2 separate regions of the Gossypium hirsutum genome follow, and region 1 is linked to region 2. A link is a contact called in public Hi-C data. All regions are on one chromosome and are shown on one strand. The core of a region is the stretch at or near the end of the contact, and the rest is flanking DNA. Distances in the headings are between cores, read along the strand shown.

What was found. Hi-C and Micro-C count contacts between places; a contact is called where the count stands out from the background.
Region 1: a Hi-C map of leaf shows a contact between it and region 2, with 3 times the contacts expected there. The contact joins the promoter of LOC107928144 here to the promoter of LOC107928199 in region 2. A contact is called at or near these places in 5 of 34 Hi-C or Micro-C datasets (hypocotyl, leaf and petal).

Annotation. Positions count from the first base shown.
Region 1 is chrD01:61,670,589-61,675,411 of Gossypium_hirsutum_v2.1, forward strand. It overlaps LOC107928144 (nuclear transcription factor Y subunit A-10), which reads left to right and starts at 2,319. Exons shown (of 6, transcript XM_016859331.2): 1 at 2,319-2,597; 2 at 2,821-3,130. The coding sequence starts at 2,866.
Region 2 is chrD01:61,527,038-61,531,818 of Gossypium_hirsutum_v2.1, forward strand. LOC107928199 (50S ribosomal protein L22) reads right to left here and starts at 3,411. Exons shown (of 8, transcript XM_016859378.2): 1 at 3,194-3,411.

The DNA.
Region 1 (4,823 bases), core at 1,069-3,568, 140 kb after region 2:
AATAAATTAGTGACTTTGGGTATAATTTACCCTTTTTCATTTTACCAATAACTTATTTAATAATTAAAAGATAAATAGCAACTATTGAAAAAACACATGAACAAAATAGAGCTCATTTTAAAAGTATTGCCGAAATTACAAGAATCATATGATTATTATTATTATTTTGAAGAAACAAGATTCATATTATTGCTATTGCCTTAACATTGACTCTTGATTACATTTTTTGTTTTAAAAAGGGAAAATGACTAAAAATGGGTGAAGTCCGTATAGAATTTATACTAAAGAAAATATTTAACATCTTAAAGCTTGTGGTCCTCTTTCTTATTCCTTTGCCTTTTTTTTTCCTAGAATGATTCATGTTTAATATAAATATATATATTCTTAGCATTTTTTAAAAAAACTTTAAGGTAAATTAATTAAGAAGGAATCTTGATGGCATGGAATGGAAGCGTCTCTGCTAAGTGAAGCAAAGAAGCTAGAAAGCCACATACTAACCATATTTCTATTCTTACTATAATTTGTGGCATAGAGAGCAAAGCATAAAGTTCAGAAATTCTTTAAAGCATCCATTTAATAATAAATTTATTAATATTTTGCTTGTAATTATTTGGGTTTGGGAACAACTTTTTATTGTCGGAATCTGTTGAAAGTTGATTATATTATTAATATTTTAAAATTTTTAGTGTAATTTTTCTTGATACAAACAATTACATTATAATCATTAAGTCAGGAATGAGAATGGTTAAATTTTAATTAATTTAATGTTAATTAATTTTAACCCACACAAATTTTACTATTACATTAGCGGTAAAAAAAATTAGTCTCAGGTTACTGCACTTTTCTGTTTATTTGGGAGAGTGTTCGGTCTTTGATGTTGAGCTTTAAGGTATCATGGATGGTTTGATTCTTGTTTCAACAATGTCTTGATTCATACTAATAATTTAGAGGTGGTTAATGCTCTCCAAGATAGACATTTGGCAAATTCTTCCGGAGGATAAATCGAATACTAAAGAATATAGACCAATGGAGTATTAGACACATTTCAAGAAAAATGAATCAGGTGGTCGACTGTATAATCAATATGATTTCTGACAAGACATTTGAAATACAACTCTTTAGGGAAATACTTGAACAATTGGAAACAAGATTACGTGCGGATAATATTAATGGGTTTATAGCTCATTGTGGCTTAGTTTAATGTATCTGAGTTTTTCTTTTCCAAAAAAAAAAAACACTTCTTTCATACCGTTATTTCAATAAGTATGAAGCTTGAATTTGATTTATATATGGAAGATCATTGATAAAAAATTTCTATAAATTTTAAATTAGGATTTATTAATTAAATTTAAAATATGCATTTGTTTATTATATGTGTTAAATTTGAATATTATTATCTAAATTTGAATTTAAATCAATTAACTTATTGGATAAATGTCAAAATTCGTTAAATATTCTAATTTAATAAATTCAAAAAACTAAAATATAAAATATAGAAAGTAAAGTAAATAATGAATGTGAATATCTAAATCTATTATCCACAAAAATAAAGCAAATGTTATTTTAAATTCAAATTGTGTATTAATCAGAGTATTTGTTGAGATTTAAATATTAGTGGTTCAAATTCAGTCATCCTCATCCTCCCTCTTTAATATTATATTGATAAAAAAGTTATTTTATTGTAATAAAGAATTTTTTTAAAAAAAAGTTAATGCTAATTAGTGGACCAAGACATAACTTGTAGGGCATACTTTTCGATACTTTAATCTCCAAAAGTAATTTTCTGCCAACCTTGAAAGTTAAAATTAATGCTGTGACATATCTACCACTTCTTAGCATATCATTTATAATATTCAATTAATTAAGAGATATTATTTCACCATTATAGAAAGAGCTTTTAGATAGGTTAAATTGGTGAACTCCATGTGATGGTTTGATGGTTAATAATGCTCATCATTTTAGATATGGTCTAAATTTGAGTCATACTAATCGCGTTGATTGTTCGGACTTTACCTTATTATTGTAATTCACCCAAAAAAAGATAGTAGCAAACTCTTAAATTTAAAGAAAAAGAATATTACTGTTAATCTAATAAAGCTAGGACATTAGCAACCAAAAGGTTAGATTTTCTTTTTCATTCTCTTGATGATAAACTTGAACCCCAAATATTTAAATTTATCATAAAATACCCGAATTTGTTAGATTTAAAAGATGATATAAAATATATAAAATTATGACCAGAAGGGAAAAGAAAAAAACAAGTTACAAGAGACAGATATAGTATAATTTATGTGCTATAAAGAATGTGAGAATAGGTTTGGTATTATTTATTTAAGGTGAGTGTAGTATTGGTATTCTATTGTATAATAGTACAAAAGAGTTGCATGAAAATTGAAGGTGATTGGTAAGCAGCGTGTAGTTTCCATTACACTTGTATGCTTTTATCAGCCCTCCACCCCATCACCCCTTTCTCTCTCATTCTTTGAACAGTAGCCATCTCTAATTTCTTTTGCTTGAAATTGTGCCGACATGGCTCCTAACAAATGGGGTTTCTCAGCCTCTCTCTTCAACTAACAAATTACTCCTCAACCTGCTCTGTGAGTCTTCTTCTTCTTCTTCTTGTCTGGTTCAGGGTCTGATGATCTTTTATTTTTTTGCTATGGGGTTTTGGCCCCCTTTTGTCTTATCCAATTCTGGGTGCTTTTTGGTTTGTGCACTTGATCTCTTTCGAAGTTGCTTTGGTGGAGCCTTTACATATGTATGGATCAAAAGTTGAGCAAAAGTTTGTGATTTATGTTAATTACATGCTTTGTATTGCAGGAATTAAATATTGATACTTTTCTGGGATCACTTTGAGAGTTTAGAATGGCCATGCAAACTCTGCATGTGAAAGAACATGATGGGATTGTTCATAATCCCATGGGGCAGTTGGCACCAGTACCGTCACAGCCTTGGTGGAGTGCGCTTGGATCTCAGTCATCCATTTATGGGGAATCTTGTGGGCAATTGAAGAATTTGTTGATGGAACATCCCTCTAATGGAGATCATCTCACTTGTACTAAACAAGCTGGGAGAGTCACTGAACAAGGACTGAACAAAGGGAATCCTGCTCACTTCACTATATTCCCTGGTAATCTCTTGCAATTTTTTAGGTTTATATCTTAAAATCAAGTGGGTTTTTTTCCCTATATTGAATTTGCTATAGAGAAATACTTCTATGCCTACGATTGAGAAATTCTTCATTTCTTGGAAGTTGTTTTTGAGCCTTGATTTAAAAAGGAAAGGGTGAAGAAGGTACTATTAGAGTTCATAAATTTGAAATTATCTAGAAAGTTTAGGTTAAATTTTACTATTAATTCTTATAATATGCTTAAGTGCGGATTTAGTCCTTTTATATATATATATATATATTTAATTTTGATCAAATGAGAGTTACTCTTTCTATTTTCAATATCTTATATGTCAAACATATTATAGATGTATAAAGCTATATTAACTTCTTGTTTGGCATATCATACAAAATGCTAGTTAGTGGATTTAACAATTACACTTTAAGTTAAGACTAAAATTTCAAAATTCCAAAAACTATATGCATAATACAATACTAATAATAAAATGTAGCCAAATAAATTTAATTATTAGTGTTTAGATTAAAATTGAATTTTTAAAATTCACAAAATATAAGACTGATAAAATAAAAATAAAAATTAAATCCACATCTTCTTTACAGATTAATAGGAAAATTTAACCTGCATTATGAATATAAAATATATCCATCTCTTTATCACAATTTGGTTAGAGATAAGGCTGTGGTAGGCAAAATATAATTTATGGCTTCTGAAGTCTTTATTATTATTATTATTATTATTATTTTCAATTCTATTTTGTAATGATATAAAGAAATATTATATTTAATTTCAACTTTTCGAGCTTTCTCATGGGCACAACAATGGGAAAAATATATTTTGGGATAATGATTTATATGGCCTTCTAATTTTATAAAAAAAAAGAAGTCATTTTAACATTTTATTTAATTTTTTGTCTTTTTTAGTTTTTACATTTGTGTTTTTTTTAAATTACCCTAAAATGGATGAAAAAATTAATATTTTTTTAACTTTGTTGATGTGACATACACGTGGATTAACATGTAGATAACATGACACCATTTAATTAATTTTTAAAAATTTTAAAAATTAGATAAATTATTTTTTAAAAATAAAAATATTAAAAATATTAAAAATATATAAAAATTTTAGTACTTTTTAAATTTTAAAAATTTAATTAAATGCTGGCATGTCATCTGCGTAGCAATCCACGTGTATGCCCACATCAACAAATTGTACCAATGTTTAACTTTTTCATTTATTTTGGGCGATTTGACAAAAATTCAAGTTTAAGGGCTAAAAGATGCGAATATTAAATAAAGGACTAAAATGATTTTTTATAAAATTAAGGGCCAAAAAAATTATGCCAAATGTTTTCCATGTTTTCACTTTTCTCCTTCAATTTTCCATCATCCACTAATCTTAAAAAACATAAAGGGAACATATGCAGAAATAAATTTACAGTTCTTTTACTTTTGGTGTGTGAATGCCCACTTTTGTCGTTTTAGATAAAGTAGTTAGAACTTAGAAGTAGCCATGATTTCTTGGGATATGAAAACTTAAAGGATAAGGCAACTTAAAGCTTTGAAATGCTTTTTATTTTTTATTTTACATAATTTTGTTTTGTCTAATAATCAATCTTCATGATCATGTAGAAATAAGTGGTTCTTTTCTAGCTTGCTACCCAAGATTAATGTTGGCTTTAGTATATATTTGTAC
Region 2 (4,781 bases), core at 2,161-4,660:
TTGAAGAAATTGGAAATTTTAAAAAAAGGCCTAGAAAATTGGGCAAGACAAGCACAAAAAAATAGATAGGGGAAAAAGGAATTTTTGACAGCAAAATTATCACAACTGATTGAAGCCGAAATGGACGATATCAGCTTGGCTGAGATGATTGATATGAAGATTCAGCTAAACTTTGAAATCGAAAAAGATGAAAGATACTGGGAACAAAGGGCTAGACTGAACTGGCTGAAACTAAGTGCTAGAAATATAGCTTTTTTCCATAGCCAAGCAAAGCAGAGAATGAGGAAGAATCTAATAAACAAACTACAAAACAATAGCGGATGGGAAACGAACGACCTTTACGAAATGGAAAGTATTGCACGATCCTATTTTCAGAATTTATTCACTTTAGGGAATCAAGAGAACTATGATCATTTGCTTTCAGGAATTGATCAGTGTGTTTCTAAGGAAGATAACAGAAAGCTTACAGAGCAATATATAAAAGAAGAGGTTAGAGAGGCATTGCTTGAAATGCAACCCACGAAGGCACCTAGCGAAGATAGGTTTCCTGCTCTTTTTTATCAGAAATGTTGGCACTTTATTGGAGAGGAGGTTGTTGCTTTTTGATTACACCTCTTGAATGGAGAAATGGAGGTCAGTTTAATTAATTCAACACATATTGTTCTTATCCCAAAAATTATTAATCCTTCTAATATGACACATTTTAAGCCTATTAGTTTATGCAATGTTATTTATAAAATCATGGCTAAGGCTATAGTAAACAGATTTATAGGTGTTATTGATAAATGCATTGACAGCGCACAAAGTGCCTTTGTGCCAGGAAGATTAATCTCAGACAATGTACTGCTAGCCTATGAATTATTGCATACACTTAAACAGAAGAGAATGGGGAAGAAAGGTTATATAACAGTTAAACTGGACATGAGTAAAGCTTATGACAAGGTCGAATGGAGATTTATCAAGGAGATAATGTTGCGGATGAGTTTTGCTAAAAAATGAGTTGTTTCTATTATGAACTGCATGTCTACTGTTTCTCATCAAGTTGTGCTCAATGAAAGTATCGGAGAAACTTTCCGTCCAACAAGGGGGATTCGATAAGGTGACCCATTGAGTTCGGTTCTTTTTTTAATGTGGAGAGGGATTATCTAGCCTCATGAGAATAGCTACAAAAGAAGGAATATTAAAAGGAGTCAAGGCAAGCAAAAGCGATCCACAGGTAACACATTTACTATTCGCAGACGACTGCATCTTATTCGGAGAAACATCAAGAAAATGAGCTTTAACATTTAATGAGATCCTAAGTGAGTATAAACGATGTTCGGGTCACTGTGTGAATTTCGCTAAATCAACTGTTTTCTTTAGTAAAAACACGCTAGAGGAAGAAAGACAATTAGTTGTCAATTTGTTGAGAGTTCAGAGCTCAGATGAGCCAGAACGATATCTAGGTTTGCCAAACATGGTTGGTCGAAAAAAGAAACAATCTTTTTGAGCTTTAAAAGATAGATTGAAACAACGTATTAAAAATTGGAGTATTCAATTTTTATCGCAATGTGGAAAAAATGTATTTATAAAGGCTGTCCTACAAGCCATACCGACATACTCAATGGCTTGCTTTTTACTCCCAAAGCCTCTATGTGAAGAAATGGAGGGTATTGTTGCAAAATATTGGTGGCAAAAGGGTCGTGGAAAAGGGGGTATTCACTGGTGTTCTTGGAAAAACCTTTGCTTTTTGAAAGAAAACGGGGGATGGGTTTTCGAAATCTTAGCCAATTTAATATTGCGTTGTTAGCCAAATAGGATTGGCGATTGATTATCCAAATTCTCTTTTAGCCAGAGTTCTTAAAGCCAAATATTATCCACGTTCTAGTTTTCTAAATGCATAGTTGGAAAACTTACTATCTCTTACCTGAAGGAGCATTTGGGCAGCGAAAGGACTCCTTCTTAAAGGACTAAACTGGAGAGTTGGGAGAGGAAATGCAATATCTATTTAGACTGACCGATGGATACCAAGGATTGAACCTGAGACATGGCATAACAGAGGAGGCAATGGTGAGTTAGATTTAGTATCAGCCCTAATTGACAGCACAACTAAGATGTGGAAAACGGAGACAATTACAACTACCTTCCAAATAGATATCACTCAAAAAATATTGCAGATTCCTCTTGCGAGAACAGATTGTGAGGACATGCAAGTGTGGAAAGGTGACCACTCTGGCGAGTTTTCAGTTCGAAGCGCCTACAAACTATTACAAGAGGCTAGCTTGGATCCTAACAGTTATTTATTACAGGCCGAAATTATGGAATTTACCAAGAAATTATGGAATTTACAACTAACATAAAAAAATTAATACTTATATGGCAGATTTCCTGGAACTATATCTCTTCACTAGCTAATCTTAGATACAAAAGAGTGATCACAAATGCTAGTTGTCTCCGATGCTACTCTGAAGAAGAAGACAACTACCACGTGTTTCGGCAATGTCCTACAAGCATTGATGTATAGATTAGTCTTAGTATGACGTGGGTAACAGAATATGCAGATCAAAATGTATGGACATGGCTCATCTGGGTCTTTGGCAAGGGTGAAAAGGAGCAGATCCGATTATTCTGCTGCGCCTTATGGGTTATTTGGGGCTCGCGGAATCAGATGATCCATGAGAGGAAATTCACATCAAGAAGGGATCTCTCACATAAAATACAGAGCTACTTAATGGAACTTGAAGGAGTGTGAGGAAAAAAGCTTACCCTTACGCGCATTAGAACTCAAGGACAAGACAGAGAGACAATAAGGGAGACGATACAGTTCGATGCAGCCTTTGATACCAGTAATTTCAGATCGGCGTCAGAAATAGTAGATCGGGATCAGAATGGTGTGATTAAAGTCTCAAAGTCGACTCTTCATTCCAACGTTTCATGTCCGTTTGTTGCATAAGCATATGCATGTTTAGAGGCAACCAAGTTAGGCATCAACATGGGTTTAGACTCAGTTACGATTATTGGGGATTCGAAAACAGTTATCAACAAATGCCAAACGACAGTTAGGGATAAATCGATCATTGGAGTGATTATTAAAGATATCCAGAGCAACAAATCTCGCTTTCATGAAATTGTTTTTATGTTCATCCAAAGAACAGATAATCTTCAAGCTCATAATCTAGCAAAAGACACGTTAAAAAAAGGGGAAGAGATGTACCTGGTGAGGGAGACGCTGAACGAAACTGCTCCAGAAGTAAGATGGCCACAAAATCCAAACTGAAGAGAGTTGTTGAAGGCGAAATGAAACGGCAAAGATAGAAAATAAAGAAAATTTCTTGGAAGTTGCTATCCTCTGAACAGACTTGACGTTTTTGAAATGAAGAGTTGGAAATAGTAATGGCGTCTAGGCTGTTTTGATTTGACTGGAAAATGACTGTCGGTTCTTTTTCTATTATTTTCTTTAGGATTAAATTTCTGTTTATTTCATTAGATTGACTTTCAATGGGCTTCTCAATTTAATGTGCAGCCCATGTTTTATTTTTCAGTCCAGCCCAGCACATCTGAGGCATTGTTTTGGGCTGTAGTATTGGTGTTTCTATTCTATTAATAATATCCTAGTCAATTTATTAAAAAAAAACATAATATATTTGACTTTAATTAGAATTAAGTTTTTCAACCTATAAATAGATGTAGTCGAAACTCCTCTTGTAATCATTCGAATTTGACATAGTGAATTTTCTTCTCCTTTGCCCGTGGTTTTTTTTCCAAAAAGGTTTCCACGTAAAAATCTGTGTGTTCTTTATTTTTATTTCTTTTTTCTTTGTGATATATTGTCATTACCAACATTCTACTTTTACAGAAGCCATTGCATGAAAAAGATAATAACTAGAAACATTGAAATAAAATCACATTAAGGTCCTCTGCAGGATTTTAGTAGCTTTGGGAACAATTAAAATCATCCTTTAAAGTCTAAAACTTGTCCCTAGTAGATTTAAAGACGAACCCAACAGTCGTCCTTTAAGACTTTCTATGTGATACATATAACAAAGAAAGATGTTCCCAAATAATAATTGATTTAATAATCACCTTGATCATATATATCCCAAGCCAGAACCAATCTCACTAAGCACACCAATTACCAGGAAAAGGCACCCTTAAGAAGCTCTGTTCCTAAAACATCGAAGTATAGTTCTTAAATTCAAAGAATACCTAATAACATGGCTACTGCCAACTACTAAGTTAATTTATCCCTACTGCCAAATACAAGAACCAAGAATAATGCTCTGCATGTGCTAAAAAAAATCAATGCTTTCCAAAAACTAGAAAATAGAAATCCAACAAAAAGACCCATTTTGTTGAGAGTAGAAATCCAACAACAAAAAAAGAAAACAGGAATAAGCCGAAGTTGAAAGTAAAGAAGCAAGCCTGGTAATTAAGTAAACAAGCAATGGCCGTATGGAGGATGAAAGTGAACGGTCAGCGGTGACTATCATCTAATTTGCCTACCAGTTCTTTCATCTAAGCTGTCATGGCTTCCCAAAACGTTTTCAATTTTCATCTAAGTGATACCTAAATCCATAACTCGGTCCAATAGGATCATGTTGGACTCAAGGATTTAGGGGTGCCATCCCATCCCAATATAGGATCATGTTAGATTCCACCACCAAAATCAAGTTAGATTACCATAAACCATAACTCCATTGTGACTATCAACCACAACATAAATGAATAAATCAAGTCAGGAAATTAGTTAACAGGCTTTACATCTGTGAATCACAGTTGTATTCTTTTCAATTTTACAATTT